Linked DNA regions of Sus scrofa: region 2 is linked to region 1. The links are chromatin contacts, called in public HiChIP or PLAC-seq maps. All regions are on one chromosome and are shown on one strand. The core of a region is the stretch at or near the end of the contact, and the rest is flanking DNA. Distances in the headings are between cores, read along the strand shown.

Region 1 (3,160 bases), core at 166-2,665:
CTCCATCAGTGGGTTAAGGATCTGGCGTTTCCACGAGCTGTGGTGTAGGTCGCAGACGTGGCTCAGATCTGACGTTGCTGTGGCTGTGGCATAGTCCGGCAGCTATAGCTCTGATTAGACCCCAAGCCTGGGAACCTCTATGTGCCACAGGTGCGGCCCTAAAAAGATAAAAGACAGAAAAAAATGCAGAAGAATGATGCTGTAAATTGTGAGAGTGTATTAAGCTACTTAGGAAGATAGTGTAGCATTAAGAGAGGGTCGGAGCCTTGGAGAAAAGAGAAGTATAAAACAGCTGAATAGGGGCAGAAGAAGAATCAGGAGAGAGTGTGGTTCTGGAGGCCAAGGGAAGACCATTTTAAGGAGGAATTCCTGCTCTTAAACTAAGCAAGGACCACTGAGTGAAGGTGAGTAGGTTAGTGGAGGGAGCAGTGTAAGAAGAGGCAGGAGCAGGCAGAGTCTAGGAGAGAGATGGCTAAAGTATATCACGTCAGTTACTTATAGAAGAAATGTGAGAAGGGAAGAGTGTTAGAAAGGAAGATGTCTTGAGAAAGGAGAGGGGGCATAGCCTTGAGCTGCCCTTTTTGTACTAAGAATGTAGCTGTGCACGAAAGGAAGAAGGGATTTGAGCCCCATTTATTTCCTATCGCAAAACTCCAGACTAATTTACCGTCTAGGAAGATTGGCGGAGGGACATAATCTCTAGTATCAGACTCATTCTGCTTTCGCAGCTTTGGCTAAGACTTCCACAGCCGTATAACTCCAACACTCTACCCCAAACAAAACAAATCACCACCACCTCCCTCCGCTTCTCCGTAATCCGGAAAGTCTGAGCAGGTGCACCGCGCCTGAGTCCTGCGCCAAAGGCACCTCTCCGAGCCCGCTTTAACCCGAGTGTGCTCGGCTCCCGGCCAAGTTCCCCACGCAGCGAGGCCAGTGCAAACCCGACTGAGTCCCTTCGTTTCCGTGCACCCGAGCCTCCCATGACGCTCAAGCTTCGCGGGTCATGGCCTCAATGGGGACATCAAGTCCCACACGCAGCGCGGAGAATCCAGTACAGTCCGGAAAACCCTCAGCCCTGCCTGCGGCCCCTTCGGTACGCTGCAGTCGGCCTCCATTACCCTATTCCCGCGCCGCAACTCCCTCGGAAAAATGAAACCTGGTGCCATCACATGAGGCAAAAGGGTAGCAGCTTTTCACTAGGCAAAGAAAAACGGCAGAACCGTCGCTAAATAGCTAAGGGGTGTGTTGCTTCGGCCGGGTCGCCAGGACGCCCCGCCCAGGCCCGCCTTCTCAGCACCAGAACTACCTTTCCCAGAGGCCTCTGCAGCCCCGAGGGGCAGGCCCGTCCGCTCTCCACTCATATTGAACGGTGATTGGCTTTCCCGGATGAGGGCGGGGCCTACCCCAGCCAGTGGGTGAGAGGCTCGTTACGGCGGCGGAAGCAGCGGCGCTGGGCAGAGGGGTGGGGGACCGAGTGCTAGCGCCTCGGCGGCGGCGGCGGGTCCTGGAGCCCGAGGACGTCGGCTCCGCAGGCGGAGAGCGCACGGGAACCAGCTCGAGGCGGCAAGGCGGCCACTCGGCGCAGCACTCAGGTAATGGCGGGACGTGCGCCCAGGAGGGGAGGGAAAGGGGAGGGGAGGAGACGAGGGGGCGGGGCGGCCGAGCCGGGCTGCAGCGTCCGTCCCGCTGCGCGTCCCCAGAGAAGGGCAGCGGTGCCTCGTTTTCTGCGGCGCGGACCTGTACTCTTTCGTGAACTGAGCACGGCAGTTGGGCCGGCTGCAGGGGCCGGGTGTCCTGCGACAAGGAATGGAAAGCCGTCGGGAAGGCTGGGCTGAGTTGGGCTTGGGGGCGTGGCGGGCGTGGGCCTTGGCGGGGAAGCTGAGAGGCCGGGGGAGCGCGGGCGGGCGGGCGGCCCAGGGAGTTTGGCTCCTGGAGCAGTTTAAAGTGACTCTCCACATCCGGGCCCTGCGCCCGCCGCTTTCAGACCCCGACCGAGGCGGGGCCTCCCAGCTCCCCGCCCCTCTCGCCGGCAGCTCTTGTCTTCCTCTGCCATTGGCTCTTCCTCGGGGGTTTGGGCTGCCCTGGCGAGGCTCGCGCCTGATTGGCTGGCAGTCGGCGGGAGGGTGGGGCGGGATCACAGCGCGCAGGCCGCGGTGGATTGGTGCAGGCCCTGGAGTGACGCACCCGGCGTGGGGCCAATGGGCGGGCGGGGGAGGTAGGAGCAGGTTCGGGGAAGAGGACTGGAGCAGAGCGGCGGCCGGGGGGCCGGGGTGAGTGGGGTCGGCGGGACTGGACAGCGACGGGCCCGAGGGGCGCTGCGGCACGAGCGGTCCTCGCGATCTCGGAGCCCAGCGCTGCCACCGCATTGGGTCCTCCGCAGCACCCCCGGCCCGGCGAGGTTGAATTAGGAGGGGCGGGCGGCGGCTGCAGGTAAAGAGGCACACTGGTCCTGGGGCTCCTCAGAACGCCTGCCCCCCTCTCCAGAGGATTCAGAGACCCGAAGTATCAGGAGACCTGTGTTCTCTGATCTCGGCGGTGGGCTTCACGGTGGGGGGTAGGATTGCGGGCTAATCAGGGATATCGGCAGAGCTTGGCTCCTGAGCGAAAAGTGGGGGTAGATTTTAGAGAAGGTGGTGAAGGTCTCAGTTCCTTTTGGCTGAGCTGGGGTCTGTGAAAGGGGCGGGAGATGGGGGGGTCGGAGAGAAATCTGTAAATGGAGCCTGTGCAGGATAGCATTGAAAATCCCTTTTGCGTCAGGTCTTGATGTAAGGTTTCTGATCCCGTCTTAGGACAGGGCTCTGCCTTCAATTTCTCCTGTGACACACTGATGACAATTCAATTCACCTTGGTATGAAGCTTAAGTCTTTCAAAGGCACATGCCACTTGTCAGGAAACTTTACATGTTTACATAAATGTTGCGTTAATACCTGTCGTGTGACTGTTGTACAGGATGCAATGTGGACTTTTTAGTGTGGCAGTCCACAAGTATTTTTGGGGGAGGTGTCACAATATCTCTCAGAACCATGTAAACGATTTTACGATTTTGCCATTAACTGAACCTATGTACATCAGAAACTTAAAGAAGTTAGACCATTTATGCACTGAATGTTGAACACAAGTGCTGTTTTAGATGAATGATGCTGCATTTGCTCCTCTAAGG
Region 2 (3,160 bases), core at 463-2,962, 1.1 Mb after region 1:
ACACAAGAACACCAGAGGTAAAAAGTAAACAAATAAATACATAGTAAAACAAAACATTCTTACTTGTCCCATTGGTGGCCCTCCCATAGGGGGCATCATTTGCGGCATCATTCCATGAGGTACAGGAGGCATATTCGCTCTCTGACCCATAGGGTGCATTCCCATTGGGGCATAATGCATGCTAGGGTGCCCCATCTGAAAAAAAAAAAAAAAAAGAAAAAAAAAAAAAAGGAAAATTTACAAATTAGCAAAGACCGATAAATGCATCTCAAAAATTAACGAAGACTAATAAATGCTTCTCAAAAATCTGACTTCAACAAGTCAGTTATGCGCATAACATTATATTTGTCTAATATGTGACTAAACTATTGATTCAACATTTACTTTCTGGTCTTAAATCTGCAACTTAGCAAATTTCAGAAAGTGGAAAAAATTAAAATCATTACTGGATACCTAATTCATTTTTTAAAACATGATGATTTAATCAATTACTAAATGGCTTGCTAAAGTGAGAGAATACAGTTTAAACGCCAGCCTAAAAACTATCATGGTGAAAACCACAGCTTTGTCCTACTTCACAGATATAAGACAGCTTATTTTTATTTTATTGCGCCATTTATCCTTACTTTCTACATTGATTTTAAACTTTAAAATGCCGAAGTTACCAAATTAACTCAGATAAGGGCTACCCTTATAAAACACCAACAGTATGGATCCTCAGGAACACTTCACTCTTAATACATAAACATACTACTTACAACAGAATCTTTGAGAAAAATTACTTATGCCAAAAAAAAAAAAAAATCCCAAAGACCGAGGTCTGTCATTCATAGATACTAAAGTAAATAACTAATTCATCCATCTTAACGAGCTCCTATAAAAAGACAACTACTTTCTTTACCTGTGTCTTCATTGTTCCAGGCCTTAAAACCAGGTAACTATCTCCTGCCAATTCTCCCAGCTGTCCTCCCGCTACGGACACCACTAACACAGGTGAAGAAATTCTGGCAGCCTGTTTTAGACTCTACAGAATCAAATCTCCGCCTCCCCAACACGGCTAAGTCAGGCCTACCTCTCCAAAACGCTCACCCCGCCCGCGACCAGCACAACCAACGCGCAACTGCCTAGGCCAAACCCACCAGCAACTTCCAGGGTCCCACTTCCTTTTCTTTGTGCACCCCCGCCCTCCATTTCTCTCCCCCGGAACATATCCCACCATCTCGAGCTCTTCCTTCGTCCACTCTCATCTTCTTCTCCTTTGGGAGAAAGCTTCCTCTCTCTCTGACTCCGTTTTCATTGTGCCGCTTTCCCCTGCCCCACCGATCCCTTACCGAGGGCCGTCTCCTCAGGAAGCCGTCAGCAGAGACCCAAGAGCTGGAGCAGAGGCTTGAGCCGGACAATCTCCGCTCCCCGTCCCCGGGACCCCGCGAGGGAGGATGGCTCTCCATTTCACTCACCATGAGGCCTCCTCGCTCAGCTCCCGTCCCCGGCCTCATCGTCGGGCTCAGACTGCTCCGCCGGCGGCCACTGCCGCTACACATACCAACAAGAAGCGATCTGAGTGGCTGGAGCCCACTGGGGCCAAAGGTTAAAGGCTGCCCTGCGCTACGGGGCGGAACCAGCGGGGCCAATAAGCTGACAGGCTTCTCCGCTGTCCAATCAGACTGCGCTGCCGACACGCAGCTCTTCGGCGATTCGCTCCCAACCTCAGCCTCACTCGGCGTCGCCTGCATGGAGGGGGGAGGGGGACGGAGGAAGTTTCTGTTGCAAGTCCTCTTGGGGAAAAACTCCAGTAACTTACCCCAGGGAAGGGAAGACGTCTGTGTCTCAGCCTCCCGAGCTTAGTTCGCCTCACCCCGAAGGGGGTGGGGCAGTGGGGTTCTGCCACCTTCACCCCCCGCCCGAGTTACGTACGCCCCCACAAACCTGAGGCCGCCTGGGGTGGGGTGGGGTGGTAGGGTGGGGTGGGATGGTAGGGTGGGGGTGGGGGTGGGGAAAGCTTCTAGCGTTAGCGGTGGCCGGATACGCGCGCGCGCGCGCGCGCGGGGGGCGGATCGAGTTGGAGGGAGGGGGCGAAGAAGGCTAGAGGAGGGGTCTTGAGAAGGTTCGATCTCCGTAAGATCCAACTGGGGAGCGGGCGCCGGGATAGGGGAGTGAGGGGAGCCGGAGGCGTGCCAAGCTGCGTGGTGGGAAGTTGTAGTGGGGCGGGGAGAACAAAACGTAAGGGAAGGAGGAATGGGCTGTTAAGGGAGGTGAGGGTGCGGGGTGGTGAACTGCCGTGGAGGGAAGCGGGGGTGGAGGTAGGAGCGAGTGTAAGGCGTAAAAGTGAGAAAACAAATTGAGTCGGTAATGTGTATTAGGGCGCATGGCGGGCGCTAGGACCGGGTGCCACGAAGGTGCGACTTTGGGGCTGCCGGGCCGCGCTCTTGCTTAGAGGCGACGCTGCGATGGCCGAGGTCTCAGGGCGAGACGAACCTGTGCAGGGATAGGGGACTTGACTGCCTTCGGCCTCTTCTTTCCTCCCCTCTGCGCTCTTCTCTGCTCGCCTTCCCTCCTACAGCTTGAGGGTAGTACCCTGATCCTGGGACGCCCAGCCTCTCCAACTCCACAGCACCTTACCCGCCCAGCCGCCCACCCTTGCGCACCCCTGCGCGCCTCTGTCTGGTGGTTTAGGCCGGGGGGGGGCCGTTGATTGGCTGCTGGGACCGCGGGGAGGGGCTGGTGAACAACGCTCGCTCTCTGGGCCTCACTGTCTTTCCCGCCATGTCGTTCGTGGAGAGCGGGAGGCGCCCGGCCCCTCTGCGCCGTCGTCCGGGTACCCCTGTCCCGTTCGCTCGGCCGGCATTTTCCGCTTCCACTCAGGGAGACAGCTGGGGTGAGGGTGAAGTCGATGAGGAGGAGGGATGCGACCGAGTAGCCCGTGACCTGCGAGCGGAATTCTCGGCCAGGGCGTCGCCCGAACCTAGAAAGGACTCGCTCCTCCGGCCAGATGGGGACGGGTCTTCCCTCCTGGCGGATAAGCGGAATGGCATCTTGGCGGATGCGGGCGGTCGAACCCGAGCTCGGCGCTGGCCGGTCCAGGTCCTCTCAATTCTCTGTTCGCTGCTGTTCGCCATCCTCCTTGCCTTCCTCCTCGCCATCACCTACCTGATCGTAAAAG

The links. HiChIP or PLAC-seq counts read pairs in DNA pulled down with a chosen protein or histone mark.
Region 2: an H3K27ac HiChIP or PLAC-seq map of alveolar macrophages shows a contact between it and region 1. The contact joins the promoter of ARL6IP6 here to the promoter of SAP130 in region 1. A contact is called at or near these places in 1 of 47 Hi-C or Micro-C datasets (liver) and 1 of 2 datasets of contacts at active chromatin or transcription factors (alveolar macrophages).

The regions. Positions count from the first base shown.
Region 1 is chr15:59,310,986-59,314,145 of Sscrofa11.1, forward strand. It overlaps SAP130 (histone deacetylase complex subunit SAP130), which reads left to right and starts at 1,416. Exons shown (of 21, transcript XM_021076325.1): 1 at 1,416-1,592.
Region 2 is chr15:60,437,876-60,441,035 of Sscrofa11.1, forward strand. ARL6IP6 (ADP-ribosylation factor-like protein 6-interacting protein 6) reads left to right here and starts at 1,713. Exons shown (of 4, transcript XM_001926700.7): 1 at 1,713-3,160. The coding sequence starts at 2,764. It overlaps PRPF40A (pre-mRNA processing factor 40 homolog A), which reads right to left and starts at 1,505. Exons shown (of 26, transcript NM_001244573.1): 1 at 1,332-1,505; 2 at 64-195. The coding sequence starts at 1,496.